2 separate regions of the Mus musculus genome follow, and region 1 is linked to region 2. Evidence: chromatin contacts called from public Hi-C data. All regions are on one chromosome and are shown on one strand. Each heading gives the region's core, a stretch centred on a gene start, on an enhancer-like site or on the middle of the called end of the contact. The rest is flanking DNA. Distances are from core to core; before and after follow the strand shown.

Region 1 (5,690 bases), core at 154-2,653, 160 kb after region 2:
AAAGCCATAATAGTTTTCAGTTCTTTATAAGCATCGTCAGTATTTACTGGGGGTTTGCGGTTCCTTTGCTCCTGGTTAGTATCTCGAGGAGTATGTATGGCGCCTTGAGGAGTGGGTAAGCATCTCAGAGACTCTCCCTCTAGCTCTGTATCTCACAAGGGTCAGTGATGAGCCGCCAGGTTGGCGTTCTGGAACACTGGTGAAAAGTGTATACATACATGTGCTTATATTTATACGGAACTTTTAACTTTTTTTTCTTGTCGCCAATCATTCTAAATGTTTCTGTTTGTGGGAGCTCCTGTTTGTGTGGTGCTTGGTGGGAAGGAAGGAAGGCCATTAGAAAGCCCGAGGGATTGATCCCATCCTCTTCCTCACAGCCTGCTCCTGGCTGTTTAGGTGTCCCCACCCAGGACTGAATCTTCATGCAGAGGGAAAAGACGGCTTGGAGCTTCTTGTGACGGCAGGAGCCTGTCAGAACAATGATGGAGGCACGCAGAGACATGGTCCCAGTGCTGGCTTTGGGACCAATCTGTCCCTAGGGCGTGTCTCACTGTGGTTCTGGCTGTGTTTGCCACCTGGCCTTCTGCTTTTGTTGGGGACGAGCAAAAGAAACTTGTTCTAGATACTACAGCTTCATTTCCAGACTCTATTTAGTCATAGGGAGAAACCAAGTTCAAGGTCCCAGGTGCTAGGAGAGCTGGGGACTTCCCAAAAGCTGACCGTCTTCTATTGTAAGGAAACAGTTGTCTGAGTTCAGACATCCTAAGGACAAGTTCTCCATGTTGCTGTCAGGATCCAAATAAGTTTGTGTCCCCAGGAACCTACTCCTAACCTGATTGGTGAAAACTCCCCTATTAACCCCTTATGTCAAAATATGATTGGATGCTGCTACAGCCCACCCCGTTTGTGGTCTTATCCTTTAAATGTGTTGTGCAACTTCTCTTCATAGTTCAGCTCCCAAATCTGTTTGGCGGCCCAATTGACCAGTAGTGGATTGATTAAAATATATTTTTGTCGTCTGCATTGATGTGTTTGGGTGTTGTAGGGTTTATGTGGACCCCACAACACTTTTTCTCTGCTTTCTTATTTTTTTCTTCATCCTGTTCTCTAGCTCTCTATTGATCTTGTGAGCTCTTTGATGTTTTCAGAGTCCTTTCCAGTTAACTTTGCCAGGATTGGTTTCTGTTGTTTACGGTAGCAAGAACCTACCCTGATGGAACAAGCAGTGGCTGCTGAGTAAAGTTGGGGCAGCTTTTTAGGCCTAGGAAACTGTGTGGCCTGTCTGAAAGCGAAGCAGTGACTCAGACCATTGTATAACCTTCTGAGGTGGGAGGGATCTTTGGAGTTCCCGGTAAACCTGGAGGCACAGGGGAAAACCTGTCAAGGATAGGAGCTTTGCCAGCTGAACCCTGGACTGAGAACTGTTGTACACGGAACTGGATCTGTTGAATCAGCCTGACTCTGGGGGGTTAGAGCCCATCACTGCCATCCTCCAGTGTGGAAGCTGCCCAGGTGTTGGTGGGCATGCCAACAGGATGTTGAAATATGCTGTTCTGATGCTGATTCCAGCCCTGTTCTGTAACATCCCTCCTGAGATGTGTTGGCGATTAATTCATGCCAAATTCAAGCCTATGAGTTGCTTCTCTGGTATGACCCCAAAATGTTTCTGCGTTTTACACCTTGCCAGGTTTCTTTACCCACTTCCTCTGTATTTCTCTGGCTTGTCCATTTGGCCATTTCCTGTTTGTCTTTGATGTCGCTGTTTTCTTTGATCCTTAGTTATGTTTCTCTGTGAATTCTCACTGCCTGTTTTTACCCACCAGCTTCAGTAGAGAAAGGAGCTGAAATTCAGATGGCTAGCTCCCTTTAGACAGCAGAGAAAGCTCTTTTGACCCAGGGGCACAGGAGGAGTGTACCATATGTTATGTACACAGAAACAAACAAAGACTTGTGGGCATTAGTTAGTCCTTTCTATTCTAAACTATGGCTCCCCGAGAACAGTGGGGATTTGCTCTGAGATGCAGATTGTAAGATGAGGTGTTTTGAAGTTGCTGAAAGGTGAAACAGACACACAATCTGGATGTGTAGAGCTGGCAAGAAACTAAGGATAGAAGGAGTTGGGCAGATGTGTCCCATGAGCCTCAGGGAATGTAGTTGAGTAATCATCCGCGCCTTTCATGCCAGCATCTTACCCACTGCTTGCTTGAAACTTGTGCTCCGAGATGAGGGTGGGGCATTGTGCGTGTGTAAAACTTGAAAAAAAATTAAGCTTAAGTTCCGAGCTGTTTTTTTTTTGGTTTTAGTTTTAGTTTTATTTATTTATGCAGTGGCAGGGGTGTACCACAGTGCATGTGTGGAGGTCAGCTTATGAGACTTGGTTCTATCCTTCCGTCATGTGGGGCCTTGGGATCACTCTTAGGCTGTTTGGCTTGGTGGCAAGTGATTTTAATGGCTGAGCCATCCTGCCGGTGGCACAGTTCTGAACTAATTTGTTAGAAGTTTGTGTTGGGACTGAGGGTCTCTGTTGATTATATCCCTATATGTTCTGCTTTGCTCTGTTTCCTAGGATTTCTGTTGCCGTGAAGAGACACGGCCACAGCGACTCTTGTAAGGAAACATTTAGTTGGAGCTAGCTCACAGTTCTGAGGCTTAGTCCATTACTACCAGGGCAGCAAACATGGCAACACAGGCAGATAAGGTGCTGGAGAGATAGCTGAGAGTTCTTTCTCATCCAGGTCAGCAGGCAGCAGGAAGAGGACATCGGGAGTGGCTTGAGCATCTGAGACCTCAAAGCCCACCCCCAGTGACGCGTTTCTTCCAACACATCCAGTCTACTCCAGTAAGGCCACATCTCCTAATAGTGCCCATGGGGGCCATATTCATCCAACTATTATAATCCCGGATCTCTTGTTCTGGGGCCTCTGATAGGACATCATTTCAGGGTTGTAGAAAGGTTAGCTTTGCTTGAGTCCCTCAGAGAGGTTTATTTCCAAGGTGCCACTCAGTCGAATCTTTATCAGTAGCAGGTGTTGCCCATTGAGGAAGCCAGTAAATAAACTGGGTGTCATTATATAGGGAGTGGGGGAGATAAGGATGGGGGGAGTTTCCTTTTTATCTGGATGTCTCCCTAATCCAAGAAGAATACCCAGTGTATATTGAGGAAAAAAGTCCGAAGGTCAGTGAAGAGTGAGCTCCTATCCTTACTGTAAGCAAGCACTTCGCACCCCACTCTCCTCCTAGGAAAGGAGGCTGCAGCTTAAACCACATCACGTGAGCAGTGATGGCGTAGTACGCTGTGAGGCCAGCAACAGGAGGATTGTCACAGAGGCTTTGGAGTGGGCTTTCATCCCAGCTGTTTACAGCTTTCCACCCGTGCAATGGTAAAGAAACCGCTTATAGTTTTTGACCTTTGGCCTCATTTTCAAACTAGGAATGCCAGCATCTTGGTCTTGGCCCACACTTAGAAGTAGGTTTTTAATGATTCTCCTGCAACTTACAATATTCAAACTGAATGTGCCTGCTGTTTGCACCACAGTGGGACCAAGGTTCGTCTGTCTGTATAACTTCCAAGCAAATACTGTTACATCTGTCTTTCCTCTAGACCAGGGGTCAGCAGCTTTGCTTTATACACGGCCAGATAGAAGACAGTGGGTCATGAAGCCTCTGTTGACACAGCCTGACTCTTCTGCTTTATGCCAAAAGCAAGTATAACTAGTATATAGAGTGCATCAGTAAGAATCTATTTGTAAAGAAAATAATGGGCTTTTACCTTGAGGATCTAGTTGTTAAACTTTAAGGTTTACCCAGTTGTGTCTCATATGTGGCAGGCACTTCTTTCTTGTATCCATGTGAAGTCATTACATACGAATGAATGTAAGCAAGGGATTCTTTGGGACTTTGGAGTAGACAAGGAGGTGACAAGGCAGGACTAGCCCTACATGGTCTTTAGTGCCATAGGTAAGGAGTACCTCGAGGGATCTGTGGAACAGACTGAGCCTGCACACTGTGATGCAAGTGTGACCTGAGAGGGAGGGAAGTGCAGGAAATCAGGACCTGGGTGGAGAGTTCCCAATCGATGACTGTTGCTGGAGTCCTGTGTCTTCTGGAAAGAGCTGATCCTGTCATCTGGTGTGTTCTGTGACGGGCTAGAAGCATCATGGAGAAGCAGGATTGATACAGCAGCTGGGAGCTGTGGGCCTGGGAGAGATGACCTGATTCCTCTGTGGCCAGCACAGACTGTTTTGTGTGCGGCATAGAACCACTTTTGCGTGCACATTTGTGGTGCAGTTTTCCTAAGTGGGGACCAGGAAGATGAAAACGGCTAGGAAGACCATACAGTTCCTGTCCCCACCTGTCTTGGCTGCTTGTCCACACCTTCTTATGCACTGTGAGTTGTCATTGCACATGCTTAGAGTGCCATGCTTGGTAGAGTGACCCACTTCATTAATGAGGGTCTGGACCCTTGATCACCTTGCACTTCTCAGACTGGTATTTTTGTACTAGCCTGTTCACAGTTGCAACGGGACAAGAAGGTACCGAGGGGTGCAATAGATATTCCTCTTTCCTCCTCTGTGCAAGCACTGTTGTCCTTCCTACTCATCTGGATCGCTTACCCTTGCCACGGTAGTAGTAGTTGTCACCTTCTGCTCCCTGGCCACAGAGTGCTCCACTAGGTTCCCCAGCAAGCGCTTATCTCTGCAGTGCTACCTGCTGAATAGAGTGGTGGTCGGCAAGAAGCACAGGGCGGTTACTAGGGTGGTGAGCAGGATTACTTTTGTTCCCATCCTTTGATGCCCCCCCTTTATTTATTATGTATACAGAGTTCTGCCTGCAAGGATGCCTGCAGGCCAGAAGAGGGCCCCAGAGTGCACGATAGATGGTTATGAGCCACTACGTGGCTTCCAGGATTGAACTCAGGCCCTGAAGAGAAGCCAGTGTTAGCCTCTGAACCGTCTCTCCAGTCCCTATCCCTTGGTTTTTGATTCACTTGTATTCTTAGGGGAAGTGGTCCCATAGCGATCCCTTAGTCCCCAGCCAGTTCCATTGCTGTAGGCCCCACCTGTGTGTCTCCTGAGAGGTTTTGTCCTGGTCACCGTAGCCTGGTGACAGTTCTGGAGGTCAGCTTCCTGTCAGTCCTCCATCCTTGCTCTTTTTTCAGATTAATTCTTTGTTTGTTTGTTTGCTTGTTTTGAGACAGGGTTTCTCTGTGTACCCTGGCTGTTCTGGACTTGTTCTGTAGACCAGGCTGACCTCTGCCTCCCGAGTGCTGGGATTAAAGCACACTTGTTCTAGAATCATTGTGTTTATCTCTGTAACAGGTCCTTCTGGGCCTTTTGAATTGAATCTTGTGGAATCACTAGATCAGTTTGGAATTTAACTTCTTTTTTTTTTTCTTTTTTCTTGGATATTTTTCTTTATTTACATTTCAAATGTTTCCCCTTTCCAGGTCTCCCCTTTGGAAACCCTCTATCCCATCCTCCCTTTCCTTGCCTCTATGAGGGTGCTCCCCCACTCCCCCACTCCTATCTTCCTCCCCTGGAATTCCCTTACACTAGGGCATCGAACCCCGACAGGATCAAGGGTCTCCTACTGATGTCCAACAAGGCCATCCTCTGCCACATATGTGGCCAGAGCCATGCGGTCCCTCCATGTGTATTCTTTGGTTGGTGGTCCAGTCCCCAGGAACTCTG
Region 2 (5,285 bases), core at 861-3,360:
AGGTAATGAGGACCATAGGAAGAGAAATACAGTAGTGCTTCTTATGGTGGGCTTTCTTTTCATTGAAATCAAATAATAAATATGCATATTGACAAATTAAAAACTGATTTTTGTAAATGGCATTTACCAGAAATCAGTTTGTGAATCAAATTTAATTATGGTTTTCTTTCTCCCAAGATACAAATAACTGGGGATTGCTTTTTCCTCCAGAGTTGCAAACGTAACTTCTGTGTAACTTGGTTTGCAAATATTTTTCCTTTAAAGCCAACTATGCAAATCCTATATTACACAGAAAGTTACAATAGATTAAAGAAATAATGATGTTTTGTCACCATAAAAACTGCAAGTTGTGATGAGTGGAAGTTAGGTGCAGTCCATGTGACATTGCAGCTCGGCTGTGTTTCTGGGGGATTTAATTCCTGGGTGGTAGCACGCACTTCATCTGGACTAGAAGTGTGTCAGGGTACAGCGGGAAGTTCCCTCTGCTTTCCTAGGGATGGGAGTCCAGGCCGGCACCGCAATTACAGATGTTTAATATGACAAATGATTTCGAGTTTGGAGGGAACTATATAGAAGGGTCAAAGGTGTTTAAAGTTCTGATATTGAACTGTACAGTTAATTTAATTTAATACCATTTACTTACTGGAAAAAATTATACTTAGCAAGTTTCTTTGCCTTTCCTTTTCCTTTGTATTCATGGTTCTTTGAATGCCGCTTACTGTGTTCACATAATGTAAAGGTTGGTTAATTTAAGGGTGTTCAAATTATAGTTAAAGTAACTCACTAGTTATTCTTTAATGTGTTTAGATATATGCTTAATACAGAAAAACATAAGCCAAATGTGTTTTCATTGCAGCAAACACTGCTCACAATGGGAAAGTTAACGGCTTATGTTTTACAAGTGACGGCCTTCACCTGCTCACCATTGGCACAGACAACCGAATGCGCCTCTGGAATAGCTCCAGCGGGGACAACACCCTGGTAAGGGACTTCAGAGGGCCTTTCAGTGGGTGATTGTGATGTACACTTTCTACTTTGCTATGGATGTGACTTCATTTCTTGCCTTTGAATCACAGCTCTTAACATAGTTTAGAAAGATGCTTTAGATGTGAACGACATATTCTCAAGTCAAGGCAAGCCACCCCTCCTGGCACGCCTGCCATGCTCCACTCCTACTGCAGCACTGGTGAAGTGCAAGTGTTTGTACCTCATGCTTCTAATTAAAACATTGAAAACTTCTAATCCGGATGAGTTACCAACAGTCAAATTGTACAGCTAATCACATCCCTTTTTTACCCATTCATTCTAGCTATTCATTTTCTCTAAAATTCTTGAGAGGGTCACTCTGATTACTTACATAAATACTAGTATTTCTATGCTGTATGGAGTCGCTTGTGTCTGTGATGATGACCTCAGACCCAGAGGCTTGTGCCTGCCAGGCAAGCACTCTGCCACCAAGCTGCACTCCCCAGCCTCCCATAATCAATGTGGAGTGGTTTTCTGTCTCTCAGGGTAGATCTGCGGGTGTTGGCTTCATACTTTAGACTCTTCTCTTCCTTGTGTTATATCATGTCCTAAATCAGACTTCTCCTTTCTCCTTATCTTCTTTTAATAAGTATGTATCCAGCTTTTACTTATTTGCCAAGCAATAATCATACAGCAATAGACAAAGCATAGAAAAACCTGTTTTATCTTAGGAAGCTTCCATTCTAGGAAGGAGTTTAAAAAAAAGATCAGTCAGTAGATGAGCATAAAGTGAAACTGTGGAGAAAGGAAGAGCCTGCTGTGTGTCTACACTCAGGTGGGTCTCAGGGGCAAGACTGGACTACCTAGAGAGTTCAGAGCCAGCCCAGGCTACCTAACAAGACCCTATCTCAGGAAAAACTCAGTAAAAGAGAAGCTACTAGGAAGTTAGTACCTGGGTCTCATAGGGCAGTCATGAAAGGCTTGATTGACCCAGAAGAAAAGAAGAGTTGAGCCACCAGCGACTTAATCTAGGGAAAGGAAGGAAAAAGCACTCAAAGACTATGGCAGCATCATGGGTCCTGTGGGGACAGCGGGGAACTCTCACGCTGAAATCCACAAACAGTAACAGGAAGTACAGGCTGCCAGCGAGCTGAGCCTTGGAGGCCCGGGTGAGGCCTAGGAGAGGTCTTTCAGTAGAGAAGTGGCAGGTCACACTGTGTCCACGCTTAATGTGACGAACACAGACGGCACTGGACATGTGTCCATGGTTAAGAAGGCTTATTCTGTTTTTGCCTCTATAAAGATGGTACTCCTGCCTTAGGGGTTTGCTATTAAGAATATAAGTTTAGAATGGATCACAGAATTTTTAATAGACATTCTCAAAGTAAGTTATTCATAAAAAGAGAGCAGTGCTAACTGAGAAATGACACTTGAAGAGGCGTGAGAAATCGATCCCAGAATACTTGAAGAGGCATGAGAAATCGATCCCAGAAAAGTAAACTCTGAGGAGAAACCCTGCCTTTATATTTGTAAAGGTCTTGTCAAATCAGAAACCAAATTCTACTCCCGCCATTTAGTAATGTTTCGGGTATTGGGTGATTTACTTAATATTCTTTTCAGTTTTACTGTCATGATTTTGTAAATCATGGATATTGTCTGCCTAAAAAAGAATTACAAAGTTTAAAAAGTAATACTGAGATACCAAATAGAGGGCAGAGTTTTTGCCTTATGAAAATATGTATAGGTACAAATTTCCAATATTTCTTTAATTATAATTACATACAAACATTGTGTCTACATACTAATCTTTTTAAAGCTTAATAATTTACCTTTTAAATAACAATACATAGAAATAGAATTTTTTAAAAGTTTCCTCCTCACACAAACATTAACAGATCCTTAATGATTCGTGACACAATCTCCCCGTGGTTTGTAGACTAAAACTTGGAGACCGTGCCTTAAAGTTGGAGCAAATTCCTGCAGGGAAAGTTCACAAGGAGACAGGTTTGGCAACAGCAACAATAACAAAAAGAATTCAAAGTAGGTATTGGTGCTGTTCAGTTACTGGCCTTATCTGTCATATTGTGGTGGATGTGTCAGGGAACTGAGCCTCTGATCTTTGTTCATTAGTACCACAGAGCTGTTAATTTCTCCGTGGTTTCTTTTTCCTGTGTATTCCAGTGTCACTGCGAGGCTCACCTCTGATTAGTTACTCTATCCTGTTATGGCTCCTCCCAGTGGAAGTCTTCCACTTATAATTCCAACCTTTCCTATTGTTCTAACTGAATGCCTTCGCCTGTTGTCTGCACTCTGGCTGTCTGGCAGTTCTGCCTCTTTCCCTTGTCCTAATACATTGCCACTAGCTTCCTCTTTTCCGACTCCTTCCCTACCTAAGCTTAGCTCGCCTGGATCTTGCTCTGTAGATTGATCTTGTACTCAGACAACTACATACCTGTCTCCTGGTATTAAAAGTGTGTCCCACCACACTTGATTTAAGCTTTTTATGTATAACTTGCTCTGTCCCAGGCTGGCCTTGAGCTCAGAGATCTGCTTGGCTTTATCTCTTGGGACTAAAGGTATGTACCACCATGCCTGGATCTAAATTTAGTTGGGTAGGATCTTGCCACAAAGTTCCTTAATCTGTTATCTCCTAGAACATAGGATTCAGTTCTATTTCACTTCCTGGTGCCCCTTTAATACTGGAACCATATATTTTATGTCTTTGCTTTCTAAACTTGCTATGCTTATTCAAAACATTCTTCATGAGATTTAACCAGAGAACACACTCTATGCTTGGTGTTTCTGAGACTTCCTTTGTCAGTGCAGTTAATCTGAGTCTCTTCACCTTGGCAGACTTTTCAGACAAAGGCAAAAAGTAGCCACATTCTTCACCAAAACACCACAAAAACAGTTTTTAGGCCTCATATTGAAATTCTCCAGTGAAACTTCTTCGGCCAGGTCCATACAATTCAAATCACTCTCAGTAACAAAGTCTTCCATATTCCTACTAGGATAGCCCATTAAGCCCGCCCAATTTAAAGCATTCCCCTGCTTTCCAAATCCAAAGTTCCAAAATCTACATTCCTCTAAATAAAAGCATGGTCAGGCCTATCACAGCAATACCCCAGTCCCTGGTACCAACTTCTGTATGAGGGTTTTACTGCTGTAAACAGACACCATGACCAAGATAACCCTTCTAAGGACAACATTTAATTGAGGCAGGCTTACAGGTTCAGAGGTTCAATCCATTATCATCAAGGTGGAACATGGCAGCATCCAGGCAGGCATGGTGCAGGCAGAGCTGAGAGTTCTACAGCTTCATCTGAAGGCTGCTAGTGGAAGACTGACTCCTAGGCAGCTAGGGTAAGGGTCTTAAGCCCACACCCACAGTGGCACACCTAATCCAACAAGGTTACATCTTCTAATGGTGCCAAGCATATATAAACCATCACAGGAAGTAACCCATGTCTGGCAAGATTTTCACTTACCTGTGTTTTCTGTGGGAGGCATTATCCATGCATGGTACCTATGTTCAAACTTCTTTAATAGAAGTTTAGTCTCCATAGGGCTTTTCCATACAGCCTTTGTGTTCTTTAACCCAGCTCCCTCCTCTCCTGTTCCTTTCCCTCTTCTCATTTTAACCACCAGTAATCCTCTCCTAATTTCATATCATGTGTGTTCTGCTCTCCCCTCACTCCTAAGGCCCTTCCCCACTTAGGCCCTCTCTAGCTTCCGGAGCCATGCCTCCCCATAGTTACATGGTCCATCCATCCTGGCTGTCTGTGGAAGTGGAAGGGTGTTCTTCCTAACGTGGAATGAATGAATCTTATGTAGCTGGCTCCCCTCATTTCCCAGATGCTATCCTGTGCAGGACTTCCCCTGTAGTTTTACAATAACACTGTGGTAAATAGCATCATTTCCACTTAGCAGATGAGAAGAATGAAGTTTAGAGGTTAAGTCTGGGAGAACCTCTAACACCTAGATTGCAGAGCCCAAGTTCAGCTTTGAATGGACCTGCTAGCACAGGGTGGCTGAGGCACGAGCTCCTGCGAGTTAACACGAGTTGGTTGCCGCTGCGATGCAGAGAGTCCCCTGGGCATAGGACTCTCTGATGCTTAATTGTTTCCTTCAAGTAAATCCCCAAGAAGTGAGGATGTCTTTCTTGTTCAGTGAGTTAGTTCTGAGAGAAGTGAAGGCTCTGCAGCCGTGTTGATCGCGTTCACCTGCACACTTGAGTGGCTGCGATGGTCGGGTTACAGTGTGGGTTGTATCACGGCACATTCTTAGGAACAGGGCAACAACCAAAGGGACAGCTTCCT

What was found. A called contact is a pair of places that touch in the nucleus more often than the background predicts.
Region 1: a Hi-C map of hematopoietic stem cells shows a contact between it and region 2, with 9 times the contacts expected there. The contact joins two enhancer-like sites. A contact is called at or near these places in 5 of 15 datasets of contacts at CTCF or cohesin (CD8 T cells, the NIH/3T3 cell line, hippocampal excitatory neurons and 2 more), 204 of 484 Hi-C or Micro-C datasets (the 3T3-L1 cell line, 3T3-L1-derived adipocytes, the 4T1 cell line and 117 more), 22 of 115 datasets of contacts at active chromatin or transcription factors (CD4 T cells, CD4 single positive thymocytes, CD8 T cells and 16 more) and 4 of 9 other capture datasets (adipose tissue, embryonic stem cells, liver and 1 more).

Annotation. Positions count from the first base shown.
Region 1 is chr13:108,336,923-108,342,612 of GRCm38.p6, forward strand. The region is part of intron 2 of Depdc1b (DEP domain containing 1B); the gene reads left to right. Among named protein-coding and RNA genes, the nearest start is that of Depdc1b, 23 kb to the left of the region's middle. Within about 2 kb of position 1,404, at least 59 of the 459 cell types and tissues checked have an H3K27ac peak or open chromatin away from gene starts, as enhancers often do. A contact at or near this core is called in hematopoietic stem cells, where this site is marked.
Region 2 is chr13:108,177,716-108,183,000 of GRCm38.p6, forward strand. Ercc8 (excision repaiross-complementing rodent repair deficiency, complementation group 8) reads left to right here. Exons shown (of 12, transcript NM_028042.4): 8 at 1-2; 9 at 857-981. Among named protein-coding and RNA genes, the nearest start is that of Ercc8, 22 kb to the left of the region's middle. Within about 2 kb of position 2,111, at least 9 of the 459 cell types and tissues checked have an H3K27ac peak or open chromatin away from gene starts, as enhancers often do. A contact at or near this core is called in hematopoietic stem cells, where this site is marked.